2 separate regions of the Danio rerio genome follow, and region 2 is linked to region 1. The links are chromatin contacts, called in public Hi-C maps. All regions are on one chromosome and are shown on one strand. The core of a region is the stretch at or near the end of the contact, and the rest is flanking DNA. Distances in the headings are between cores, read along the strand shown. Region 1 holds the start of slc25a44b (solute carrier family 25 member 44b). Region 2 overlaps acana (aggrecan a).

What was found. Hi-C and Micro-C count contacts between places; a contact is called where the count stands out from the background.
Region 2: a Hi-C map of embryo shows a contact between it and region 1, with 2.0 times the contacts expected there. The contact joins the enhancer-like site here to the promoter of slc25a44b in region 1. A contact is called at or near these places in 3 of 18 Hi-C or Micro-C datasets (caudal fin, embryo and an unstated tissue).

Annotation. Positions count from the first base shown.
Region 1 is chr7:50,130,454-50,137,028 of GRCz12tu, forward strand. It overlaps slc25a44b (solute carrier family 25 member 44b), which reads left to right and starts at 4,213. Exons shown (of 4, transcript NM_001013519.1): 1 at 4,213-4,347; 2 at 6,544-6,575. The region is part of intron 1 of acana (aggrecan a); the gene reads left to right. oaz2b (ornithine decarboxylase antizyme 2b) reads left to right here. Exons shown (of 5, transcript NM_001080090.1): 4 at 900-985; 5 at 1,960-2,598. The coding sequence ends at 2,090.
Region 2 is chr7:50,169,185-50,175,759 of GRCz12tu, forward strand. All of the region lies in intron 1 of acana (aggrecan a), which reads left to right. crabp1b (cellular retinoic acid binding protein 1b) reads left to right here. Exons shown (of 4, transcript NM_001001842.1): 3 at 2,940-3,053. Among named protein-coding and RNA genes, the nearest start is that of crabp1b, 15 kb to the left of the region's middle. Within about 2 kb of position 2,742, at least 5 of the 62 cell types and tissues checked have an H3K27ac peak or open chromatin away from gene starts, as enhancers often do.

The sequences.
Region 1 (6,575 bases), core at 2,963-5,462:
ATTATTATTATTTATATTATTATTATTTAAAAAAATTTTTTATTTATTTATTTATTTATTGTTAACAATAAGACCCTGGTATACTGGCAGAACAAGCAACAAGTTTGACCAATACCTATTTTAGGAGTGAGACACTGTAAATGGATTACCGCTGTCACATTTAAGAAAGGTTATAAATGTTTCAGAACTTCCTCAGTCTGGCCTAAAAAGGTCTTGCATGACTTCTCTCACTGGATCCACAAAGGGAATTTCGTTTACAGGGAAACACATTTAGACACAGGTGGAAAAATTACATAACAGAATGGTTCACTTATATATATGTGGGTAAAACTACAATTCTGTGGAAGAAGTTCTGTTTTTTTACAGTTTTTTTAAATGAAAGAGTTCACTGTAATCTCATTAGGCACACCACATCATAAGACATTAATATTGGGTTAGATTTAGGTCATGACGTCAGGTGATCAACATTCAATGTCCAGCCAGCGTCTAAGGACAACATTATTTTGATGTCCAATGACAATGTCAAGTTACACTGATATTTGCTTGATTTTAGGTTGTGTTTGGAAAGTGACCAAAATCCAACGTCTGGTAGATGTCATAGTGATAACGTCCACAACGTCAAGGGGTAACATCATTAGACATTGATATTTGGTTGATTTTAGGTTGGACACTGGACATAGACGTCAGGTTCTGACACCAACTTGATATTCATTTCCAACAAAATCCAATCTAATATGTTTTTGAAACATTATGGCAAGGAGTTTTGGAGACTTCTGTATTTCCTCATCCAAGTTTTTCTACATGTGATGAACTTAATCTGACAGCTTCAGCATGAACTGAACGTTCTTGAAATTGATTTTAAATGTATGTTTTCTTTTTTACTCTTTTCCCTTTTGAAGGCTCACTGCTGTTTTGGAGTTTGCAGAGGAGAAACTGAAGATCAGTCATGTATTTGTCTGGTTCATGAAGAACAGGCCAGATAAATGTAAGTTCAAAATGAGTGATATTGACTTGCTGGGAATGAGTTTCACATACAATCATAGATTTTGTTGTTTAAGACGGCTGTCAAAAAGTACACCCACCAATGGTGGTGACAAAAATTGACACTAAAAATTCTAATTCCGGTGGAGTGAAGTAATGATTACAAATACCCAAATTAGTGATGAGATGATGAAGGATGTCTACTGTAGGATGAAACAATGACGTAAATGCATTACAAAATGTTACGTTTTCTAAATTGCATGTTTTCTATCAGTGCTGCACTTGGTTTGTGGTGCCACTCATAGCTTTTTAGTCAGGTTTCAACATGTGTTTCAGGACAACATAAGTGTTGACATATTGTCACAGCTAGATTTGTTTTAGGTTACACAGATTGCACTCTGCATGTAAACGTATCAACCTGCTTTCTGTCAGCTTATCATAGATGCATATAATAATGTAATGTGTTTAATGAAATTAAATTATTCTCACATTTTAAAATTATAGTACGTGAATGGCAAATAATTTATCTCACGCTTAGAAACAACCTTAAAAGAAAATGACACTGATGTAAGCTAAATTTTTAATTTGTCATATAATAATAAATATAATATAATATAATATAATATAATATAATATAATATAATATAATATAATATTAGCTGAAGTAATTTTCACTGTGTAATATTCACTAACTGCACTTGTGTACTTTTAGAATGGCTACTGTTTACTTATACTTTGAGTACTATTTAGAACAGATACTAATACTGTACTTGCTTATATATATATATATATATATATATATATATATATATATATATATATATATATATATATATATATATATATATATATATATATATATATATATTTGCTTTAATTCATGGTACTTTTATTTGAGTATTTTTATTTTTAGAACTCGTTAACCAGTCTAATTGTTGTTTAATAACTTGTGGTTTCTGTGACCTGTCCCTTCCTCAGTGCTCCTCACCAGAACATTCTTCTACCTTGGCTTTGAACTTGTAAAACCAGATCATCTTATAGCATCGATAGCAGGAGATTTGCGTCTTATGGTCTACACAATACAACAAACTCACTCATCTGAGGAATAACTGCAGAACCTTCACCTTCACCAACCTTTACTACACACAAAACCAGCAAAAAAAAAAAAAAAACTGAAACTGAAAAAGTAATGTTGACCTGCGAAAAGAGAAATCTTCACCTAACTGATAATACAAAATAATGCATCAATTTGTCCATCCAAAGAAGTACAACCTTCAGATTAAATGTAAATGATGTGTTCAAAATATCATTTGTTCAGGGTAAAACATCAATTTATGTGTGCCGTTGTTGAATGTTAAAATGTTTTACATTAACTCCGATAACATGTCTGTGGTGTATGCACTGAACAGCTATTCTTGTGTGACAGCTATTCTTGTTTTTTGTGACAATAAACATATGTAATCTAAATTAAAGCAATACTGCATGCTGTACTGTAAACTTTTGTTGCACTTTATCAAATACAGACCTTGGTCTTTCAGTAAAACTACAAATAAAATGATGTTCTATAATTTTACCTAGGCCTACTGGAAATTGAATTAAAGATGATTTGAATATGAATTGATCAGACCACTTTGTTTTCAGTCTTTTAGATCCCATAGACCCAGACACAATCATTACAATAGAAAGGGCCACCATTCTAAAATGTTAAAGTTTTTTTCAGTCGTTTAAAAAAAGGTTTATAGGTTGTTTATTATGAATAAACCATTAATATTTCTACAGTGCAGCCCTGCCTTTTCTATTTGACAACAGGAGAACTGCTCCCTTTCTTTGTGTGTTTGTAAGATTTTATTAATCCCAAAGGGAAATTCATGTCACAGCAGAGCTCTCCATACTAAAAACAGATCAAATAAGTTACATACAGTATGTATAAAAACAATAATAAAATTACATTAATAGTTCAGACCCACAGATACTACAGTGGGATATATATTATATATTATATTTGGTGCGTCACGGTGGTGCAGTGGGTAGCACAATCACCCTACAGCAAAAAAGTCGCTGGTTCAAGCCTTGGCCAGTTGGTTTTTCTGTGTGGAATTTGCATGTTTGCCCTGTGTTGGTGTGGTTTTTCGCCGGGTGCTCCGGTTTCCCCCACAAGTCCAAAGACATGAGGTATAGGTGAATTGGGTAAGCTGAAATTGTCTATAGTATATGAGTGTGAATACGTGTGTATGGATGGGTTGTAGCTGGAAGGGCATCCGCTGCGTAAAACATATGCTGTATACGTTGGCGGTCCATTGCGCTGTGGCAACGTCAGATTAAAAAAGGAATTAAGCCAAAAAGAAAATAAATGAATGAATTATGAATATTATATTTGAGAAAGGGGCTCTGGGGGGATCACATTTCCACAGACCCCCAGTAACTCCCACGAGTCCCCTGGCTGGACTGGAATAAACAGTTTCTGCATCTATGCGCTGTGTATTAACTTAAAGTTTATCTTTTATTGAGTTTTTGGGTGGTAAATCAACAGGAACAACTAACAGCTCATCATTTGTTGCCTGTATTGTAGAAAATGGGTAATTGTTCAAAGGAAGTCTCAGATTACATTTACCACTTACCTCTGGATAACTAGCATCTCTGAGTCTGAAGCTTTCTCCAAATGTTATACATTTCTTGCAATCTGTAGGAGCAAAATATATATTTTTAAATAAAGAATGAGAAATCAAACTGGGTGTAAAACATAGAAAATGCTCTTAAAATAAAAAAAAACAACAACTAATAAACAAACTAGCAAAGGTAGCTACTTACCTAATTGTCCTAATAAGCTGTGACTAAAATCTCACCTTGATCAAGGTCAATAGGAGAAACGCACTTATTTCATAGATTTGAGTTGCAACATATACTTACACTACCCTATTTTTTACACTACCCTATATAAGAGGTTGGAAGTATTTAATTGTCTTTTGTGTTTTTTTTTTACACATAAATTGCTTTAAATTAAACTTCATTTAATTAACGTTAAATACTAAAAAACATGATAATTATGACACCTACAATAATTACTAGATAATTCATGTACACTATGCTCAGGCCTAGCAGTCAAACCCAAAATCTCAGAAACCGAAAATCTCGTAACACCGGTCGATAAACTTTAACCTTTAGTGGAAAGTCAGACCAGTGCGCTCTAATTGGTCTGTTCAGTGGAGTGACGCGGAGAGCGTCATCAGCATCACTGCCGATTCCTTCCATGTTCAGCACCCGGTGAGCGGCTATATCTGCTTGCCATCCTGTCCTGTATTAAACATACATAACGTTACCCCCTGTCAAAGTAAATATGCGGTATCATTGATTCACTTCTGCTGCACGGTAAGACGTTTGCATGTGTTGTTTAAATGTAACCGAGCTGTTATACAGCAGAACACGGCTGTTTTTTTCAGCCACACGAGAGCTGTGCTAAGTAGCAACTTCATATTTTGGTATTAATATTGGCAGATTATCAGCGTTTGCATTCTCAAAACAGCTTCGAGTCATCGACACTGACGTTTATCGCAACATTACGTGAAATAGCGGTAACTTCTTGTGTTGCTGAGGTGTTGTTAACGCTAGTGTGAGTTTAGCTCAAGCATCTAACGTTACACTGTAAGCTAATGCACTAACGTTAGCAGTGTGACTTCATGAATCATAATGAGCTCGGACACGTTTAGGTGTTTTCAGGAACTAATAGCGCAGATTCCCACTGCTTGTTTTATTTTAGAAACGACAAGTGTCGTCTTGATCGTTCACACTTTTATGTAACGTTATTACACTTTCTTTTGTCTGTGAAGTATGACAGAAGCTATTTTGGGAAATGTCATTCTGTCTGTACAGCGGAAGTCAATGTACAACATTATTCAAAGTATATTATTTTCAGTGAAAGGGATAGTTCACCCGAAAATTGAAAATTTTGTCATTTTTATTTATCCTCTACTTGTTCCAAGTCTGTTTATGAGATTGAGAACACAAGGAAGACATGGAAGGGTGAAAAAAGCCATTGACTTCCATAGTGTGTTTTCTTCCCATTATGGATGTCAGTGGCGTGTTCCCCACATCATTCTTCAGATTATCTTGTTTTGTGTTCAAAAGAAGAAAGTAACGTTTAGAACAGTGTTGATTTATTTTAAAGTTCACTGCATTTTGTAGTAGCAGGTCCTCCTCGTATTGTAGACATGTGCCTAGGACTAGGTTAATTATTATCTTCTTTATATGGCTTGAGTTTTGCAAAACCCTTTGCTAAAGGAACTATTGCATTACATGCATGCTGTAAGGTGAACTTTTTATTGCACTTTAGGAAACAACTATTGACAAAGTCCTTCGGAGAACTCCAAATAAAACTGGTTATCAACTTTTTGACTTAAGCAATAGCAGGTAGATAGTTCTCTGAACACTATATCTAAATAAATACTATCTATAAACTTTTAAAATATCTTTAAAAAGATTTTTTTTAAATGCAAAAGCAAACAAGTCGTCACCTTCAAATTATAAGGTTCTATCTGACATTAAAATTGAGTTATTGACATATTCTTATTAAATGACAACTTATTTACATTATAAGATGTTTTTTATAAGTTGTTTACATTTTAAGACTTTTTATTACACACATACTGTTTCCTAAAGAATGCAAAAACTTTCAAGCTCAATATCTCAGAATCATTCAGAACGCAGATAGAACCTTATATTTCCAGGGTGACGAAGTGACAAAAGTGCTAGGTGTCTTAAAAACTGACCAGCGAACACTGTTCTTATTATTTTATTTATTTTTATTCTTATTAAACACTTTGTTGTTCATGAGGCAAAATGCAATGTCACACTTTTGTAGACACAATTGCAGATCGTTAACAACTTGTACTGCTCACAAAGAACTTTCAATTATCGAATAAACCTTTAACAGAAGCAATCTGATTATGCACCCTAAAGACAAAGAATATAAAGATTTTCTCAAAATAAAAATGGACAGTATTAAAGGGCTAGATTTTCTCACGTTTCACTTGTTCTAATAAGCCTGTTTGAGTTTCTATTTTCTGTTGAACACACAAGAAAATACTTCGAAGAATATTGGAGAACTGTGGCTGTGGACTGTCATATTATAGTTTTTTTTTTTTTCTTCTATTGATGTTGACTACCGGTTTCAACATTCTTCGAAATATCATCTTTTATGTTCAGCAGTCGAAAGAAACTTAAACTGATTTGTAACCAAGTCTGATTTAATAAATGGTTTTCATTTTCATTATTGGGTGAACTGTCCCTTTAATAAGAAATTGATAACATTCAGAAAATAAGAAACTTCTTCTGATTTTTATAAGATTGCTAATTAGTTCATGTGTTTTCTTTTAATGTAATGGCTTGTTAAAATTGTAGAATGTTTTTTTTGTAAATCACCTCATTTTACACGTTACAAACATGTGACTTGCCTTTTAGTAGTAAAACATAAGATGCAGCTTAACATTTGCTTTAGCTTCCACTAAAGAAAGATAGCATAACTGATGCCACAAATATAATTTATTTGTGTATTTATAACATTTTCAGTTGGCCTGGGACTGATGCTGGGCGCTACAGGC
Region 2 (6,575 bases), core at 1,492-3,991, 37 kb after region 1:
AACCCAACCATTGGGTTAAAACATGTCATTTAAATTAAATTGAAATGAACTCAACACTGAGTTTCTCCATATTTGACCCAACATTAGTTTATAGCAAGCCAGCATTTTTATCATAATGCTCATATGCTGTCTTGACTCCTACTCAATACAAATTGTGAGATTACCACTGTAATGCAGAACAGACAGCTTGTGGCTGCGCTAATCTCTCTTTCACCTGAGCAGCGGGTCCCAGACAGTTTGCTAAATTAGATTATATGACACACAAGCGCATCAAAGCAATACTGCAGGCTTATCTTGCCCAGCTTTAGTCACCCTTATGTCTTCCACCTTTAATCTCCTGGATTTGAATGGATCTGTGGGAAATCTGATTCAAATGCAGCCGTCACATCCAGCGCTGCAATAGATAATGTGTGCAAACTACAGCAGCGGTGAGCACAGATATGACAGCATGTGTTTGAGTGTTTATTCTGAGTCTGTCAGGCCATCAGAGGCTGCTGAAAGGGCAACAGGGCGACAGCAGGCTGAAAGCCTTTTTAACAAGCTAACCTTTATGACTGCTGCCTTTTTACAGGCAAATAAACCCAACCACAGGTTTGGCGCAAAAAAAACATCTGTTTTTGACTTAAATGGACACCCACGCATTTTCTGTTTAGTTATTTGGCAGAGATTATCTGACAACATGAAATCAATCCTGCATATTTAGTCAATCATTTACACTGTATTTTTATTATATTTATTGTTTTGTATTGTTAGATTGCACCTATGCAGTTCATTTAAAAGGACAGTATCTATTTTAGATATTTATAATTTCAGAGATACAGTGTGTCAGCATCCATCAGCCTGTCATAAAGAAATGGTTGTGCCACAAGATTGCAACAAATGTTGCTTAATAAGCACTTAGAGGGAAAAAACTGAGCATTTTCTTTTCGTATCTCAAACTACAGCTGATCAAATAATCATAAAACAGGTAAGTCAATCTCTCTCTTTTGTATGTTGTAGTGCTGTATTTATACTATGTAATCTGTTACTGTTTGCTTCGCTTTGTTTTTTTCAGGGTTAATTATTGTGATAACTCAATGCAATCTCACTGCAATTTGTAACTTTTTGATTTAGTGGCTAATTTCTATGAATTCGTATGATCCAATTCGTACAATTTAGTACGATTTGCTCATCACCCAGTGACAGTTGGGGTTAGGGGTGGGGTTGGGTGCCGCGCCTCCTTTTTAAAATTGTAAATTTTTGTACGACTGAACTCGTACGAATTAGTCACTAAACTGACAAAACTTTAAATACCCTTGTTTTAAATACTTACGTGAGATCAGGCTGGATATCCCTATTGCAACAGAGAAATACCAAGAAATCTCTGTAGACTGATGATATTTCATGCCGTTCAGCTTTATAATCTTAAAGTTTGAGCAAAATCAACGGTTTTGTCATTACTTTAGACATTATGCTACAGAATCATTCAAATATTGTTATATATTTGTATATATATATATTATATATTATATATATAATCATGCATATATATATATGCATGCATGGGTATATTTAAATATTTTATACATTATAAAGATATACACAGCACACTTTGAATGTGGTTAATCGTAATTAATCTTTGCCCAGCCTTGTTTAAAAGAAAGTATTTTTTAGCCTTTCATATGTCATATTTGATTTAATGTTGCTTACTGTGAGCAATTTATTAGTAAAAACTGTATAAACCAATTTTAGAAAATCTTATTATCTTGCAATTTAGACTTTGTATAATAAATTTATAGAGTTTTTGGTTTTCCTCAAAACTTCATGTTGGTAGAATTGCGAGACGTCTATAGCTCAAAAGGACTAAATTGTGAAAAATACAGTAACAACTTTGATAAATAAAATCAAGAATTTTTGCAACGTTCAGAAATAAATCTGCAGAGTAAAAGAATATTTTAAACTAAAAAAAAAAAAAAAAAAAAAAAAAAACCTCAGAATTCCAAGAGTTTTTAACTCAATATAGCTCTCGAGAAGGTGAAAAATGTAAAATCCTAGACAGTTAAATGTTTGAGTTACAAATTAGTTAATGACTAGAATTGCATAAACTGAATTGCAAGAAATTACAATAGGAAGAAAGTCCAAAAGAAATTCTGTAAGTTTCTCTTACACTAAAAAATGCTGGGTTCCACACAATTCATTATTGTTGTCCCAACACAAATTGATTAAGTTAACCTTATTGTTTTTTTTTTTTTTTTTTTTTTTTTACAAACGTAAGTAGATTGAACATAAAACAATTAAGTTGTCCACCAAAAACTTAAGAATGGTGTTCTTTCAATTCATTGTCAACAAGTAGTTTGAACAAGCAGCAAGTCATTTTTATGTAAAAAACTGAATTACACAACAGCTTATAACATGAAATAGCTGTAAACGATGGGAAATATGAGAAATAAAGGCTTTAACACGTTGAAATTGAGGAAAAGTTGTAAAAAAAAATCTGAATTATAATGAATAAATGCTGTTATTTCTTTGTAAGAAATACAGACAATTCTGAGAGAGAAAAAAAATTCAGATTTGCAAGATTCTTGCAAGACACAACATTGCAAGAAATTTACTTTTTTATTTTATTTTTAAAAGTACTACTGGAGCTTTGATTTGAGCAGCGAGGGTGATAAACGGAGAGTGAATGCCCAGAGGTGAAGGGTCAAATGCATTGCTGTGACTCATCGTGTGATGTAGCAGGTCACCTATGGTGCTCTTCATTCCTCGGCCCATTACTTATGATTCACTCCCTCAAATCAATGCACTGAGAGCCTTTAACTTTCAGTGGACACAATAATTCAAGAGTGAACAGACAGAAGAATCCCTTTGAGAAACATTCTGCCCAGGAATAAACTCATGTACAGTACATGTAAATACAGATGTCCATTTTGAGATAGCCATTAGCCTGTAATTGTTTGCAGAGCCTGGCCACATGGGAGACAGAGAACAAGATGACCTGCCGACAGACCCTTTTGGACGGAAATGGCCCTAAAACATACTGGACACGAGAGCTGAGAGGGAACGAACTCATCCTGGTAAAGAGCTTTTCATCAAACATTATGACCAAAAGCATTTAGTTCTTGTGCTGAATGTCTGACATATTGCGAGATGCTTTGTGATTTACTTACACCCACGAGAGAGAGTGATTGCGCATTCATTGGATTTTCGTTTATTTGTTTGGAATTTGTACAAAAATGCAGCGTTAGGCAAACATCTGGCCGGCTCTGTTTTATAGGCCAGATGGACACCAGTAAAGCGGCCTTATAACCGAGAAGCTTTTATTACTGGCTTTATTCGTGGACTTTGCTGCCCCCGAGGGACATCAAATGTCTTCCTCTCTCGTTCAAGTATCTGTTGTAAACTTGAAAGTGATTTTGGGAAAGACGTGTGATGGTGAAACAGTCCGGCTGTGAAATGATTTCTCACTATTCTTCACATGGGTCACTGAGAATATGCGCCATAAAGAGCCGTTTGTGACAATTAAATAAAGGATAAATGAACACAACTTACAGTAGCTTCTAACCTTGTGAGACACTTCTTCTGCCACACCAATAGCATTTCATTGCTGCAGAAGGTTTGTCTCAGTTATGTGTGCAGACAGTTAAAGGGACAGTCCTCCTGAAAAAAATAAATAAATAATTTTTGCTCTCTTAAGCCGTATAAGATTTTTTTTTCTTCAGAAGATTTTTAACATAAACTGATGTGCTTGATGATTCATTAAATGCAGGTCAGGGGCTACTTTTCACTGTGAGAGTCCAAAGAAGAAAAAAAGTCTCCAAATGAGAACCTGAGCCCTTTAGTGAAATGATCAGTCATTTCAGCATTACACTATATTATGTTAATATTACAGATTTCCAACATTAGATATACTTCACTATTTGTGTCGTGACGCTTGTGCTCCAGACCGAATGTAAATTAAGTGAAGTTTAATTTTAAACTAATTTCGAGGGGAGCGTGTGCTCATGGTTGACCCAGCTGGCCCACATTAGCTAATCATGATCTTACAATCAAAGGATTCCAAGTCACTATATATCCTCGTTTTCTTTCTAAAACTATCTTCGTCTGGATGAAACCCCCTTCCGCCCCTTATTCCGCCTTTATCCAGAATGGGCGGCACAGTGGCCCAGTGACTAGCACAATTGCCTCACAGCAAGAATACCAATGGCGTCGGCTCCTTGCTGAGCCATCTGGTATTTCTGTGTGGAGTTTGCATGTTCTCCCCGTGTCAGAGTGGGTTTCCCCTGAGTTCCCCGGTTTCCTCCCACTGTCCAAATATTTCTCTATATTATAGATAAAATAAGCCTAAATTTTTTTTTCTAATATCTTATTCTCATGAAGTTCACCTTGGCCTCAGCAGTGGTGGAGTTTGAGTTCGATCTGAGCTCAATTTCCCCTCACCCTGAAAAAGGGGGGAGCCCTGGGCCCGAGGATGCCTTGAGCTCAGGGCTCTCTCCCGGGTGAGCACAACAAGCTATGTGATAATCATGAGCTCAGTTTGAACTCTTGAATTTGACTCTATTTATTTTATTTGACTTCATTTTAACTGACTGAATTGTAAATTATTTTCGTTTTTTTGCACCAACTTTTAGTTTTGCTTCATCTCGATGTATCATCAGTGGTTATGCACCTTAAAAAAGTTGACTCAACTTGCTGCAGAGTTTTGAGTTGACTCAATTTAAATTGAGGAGGCACGTGCTGTACTTGGGTTAAAAGTTGTTTCTCTTAAAAAAGCTTTGACAACATAAAATTGTAAGGCAAATTACTGCAGTACTTTTTGAGTTGACTCAACTTAAATCAAAGCAAGTTCTTGCAAAAATGCAGTACTTGCAAGTAGGTATCGCTGCAGCCCAGAGACCTCCAAGTGGTAGGTATTACACCACAAATATGTTGGGTGACCTCTGAGTGGAAGGGACTTACTCCACAAGTAGGTTTGGTTTAGGTGGTGTAGGTGGAGTGGACATTAATAAAACACAACAGGATACTGTAATGTTGAGTTTACGGTTGGGCTAGGTGTAGACGTTACACAGCAAAACCTCTGAGTTAAATTTACTCAGGTTAGATATTATTTGGTCCCTCTCTAAATTTAGTTAATTTCCCTCAAGTTAATGAGACAATGAAAGGATTAATTAGGTGATGAATAAGGACTGATGATGAACACCTGCTGTTATTAAGCTGTAACACAGAAGAGAAACACAAAAATACAACTGACTTCAGTCACAGCCTTGATGAAATCAGCTGAAATATAATACATTGAATCTCTCAAAATCTCAGCACAGGATCAACTCGATCAATGAGCAACTACACAAACAGCAGCTTTAGTGATTAGTAACCTGTTTGTCTTATTATAAAGAGGGACCAAATACTCTCTGTAAATTTTACTCAGAGGATTTTGCTGTGTAATAAAACAACAGGTTACTGTAAGATTGGGTTTTGGATTGGTGTAGACGCTAATAAAACACATTAAGCTACTATGAAGTTGGGTTTAGGGTTGGAGTAGATGTTAATAAAACACAACAGGTTACTGTAAGATTGGGTTTTGGATTGGTGTAGACGCTAATAAAACACATTAAGCTACTATGAAGTTGGGTTTAGGGTTGGAGTAGATGTTAATAAAACACAACAGGTTACTGTAAGATTGGGTTTTGGGTTGGGGTATAGACACAAATATAACACATTCGGTTACTATGAAGTTGGCTTCATAGGCTTGGGGTAGGTGTAGACATTCATAAAGCACAATATTAGTGTCATGGATAAGACATTGAATAAATAAAAACTCCAGGTCAGGTCAGCCCACTTGGAGCTCAAATACAGACTAATTGGAGCTGGTGCTGAACTCCGTATATACTCTTCTCAGAACTGTGCCCTACAATTTTAAGTTGTCAACTTATTTTGTTTTGCAGTGTGGGTATTAATGTTGTTTTGCATGTTTTTTAAATATCAAAGGTACGTTAGATATTGACTTTTATCACACTGTAAAAAAAAGAACAATAATAATGACAGCAAATGTGTCCATTTTAATAAGTTAATGAGTTTCAACAATCTTTTTTTAAACACAAACTTAATATAGTTCATTTGACTTATGTAAGTTGCGATGCCTAGAAAATTTTAAGCAGCCAGAATTTTGTTTACAATGTACATGAATCACCAAAAAAGTCTTCTTTTTTAAGTGTTCTACCAGGGAAACAAAGTTAAATGTTCATTTTTGAGGTTCACTACACTAAAAAAAATTGGTTTACGTTAAAAAGTGAGTAAACATGTTTCCTTTAAAGCAATTGGATGACTTAAAAAAATAACAGCTATTAAACTATAAAATAATGAACTCTTTGAATCTTCAGAAGACAAAAAAAAAAAAACAGTGTTTTTTCTGTTTGCAAAATTCAGTCCTCTTTAAGTGTGTTTAGAGGCATAAATTGCTTTTTTTTCACATGAATTGTTAATAAAGTGTTATTTTACATAAAATTAACCTTTTTTTACTCCCTTTAAAATTGGGCATTTCACCCGACAGGGCTAGAATTTTGAGATGATATGCAGCAATTAACATAAAACAGTACCACTTC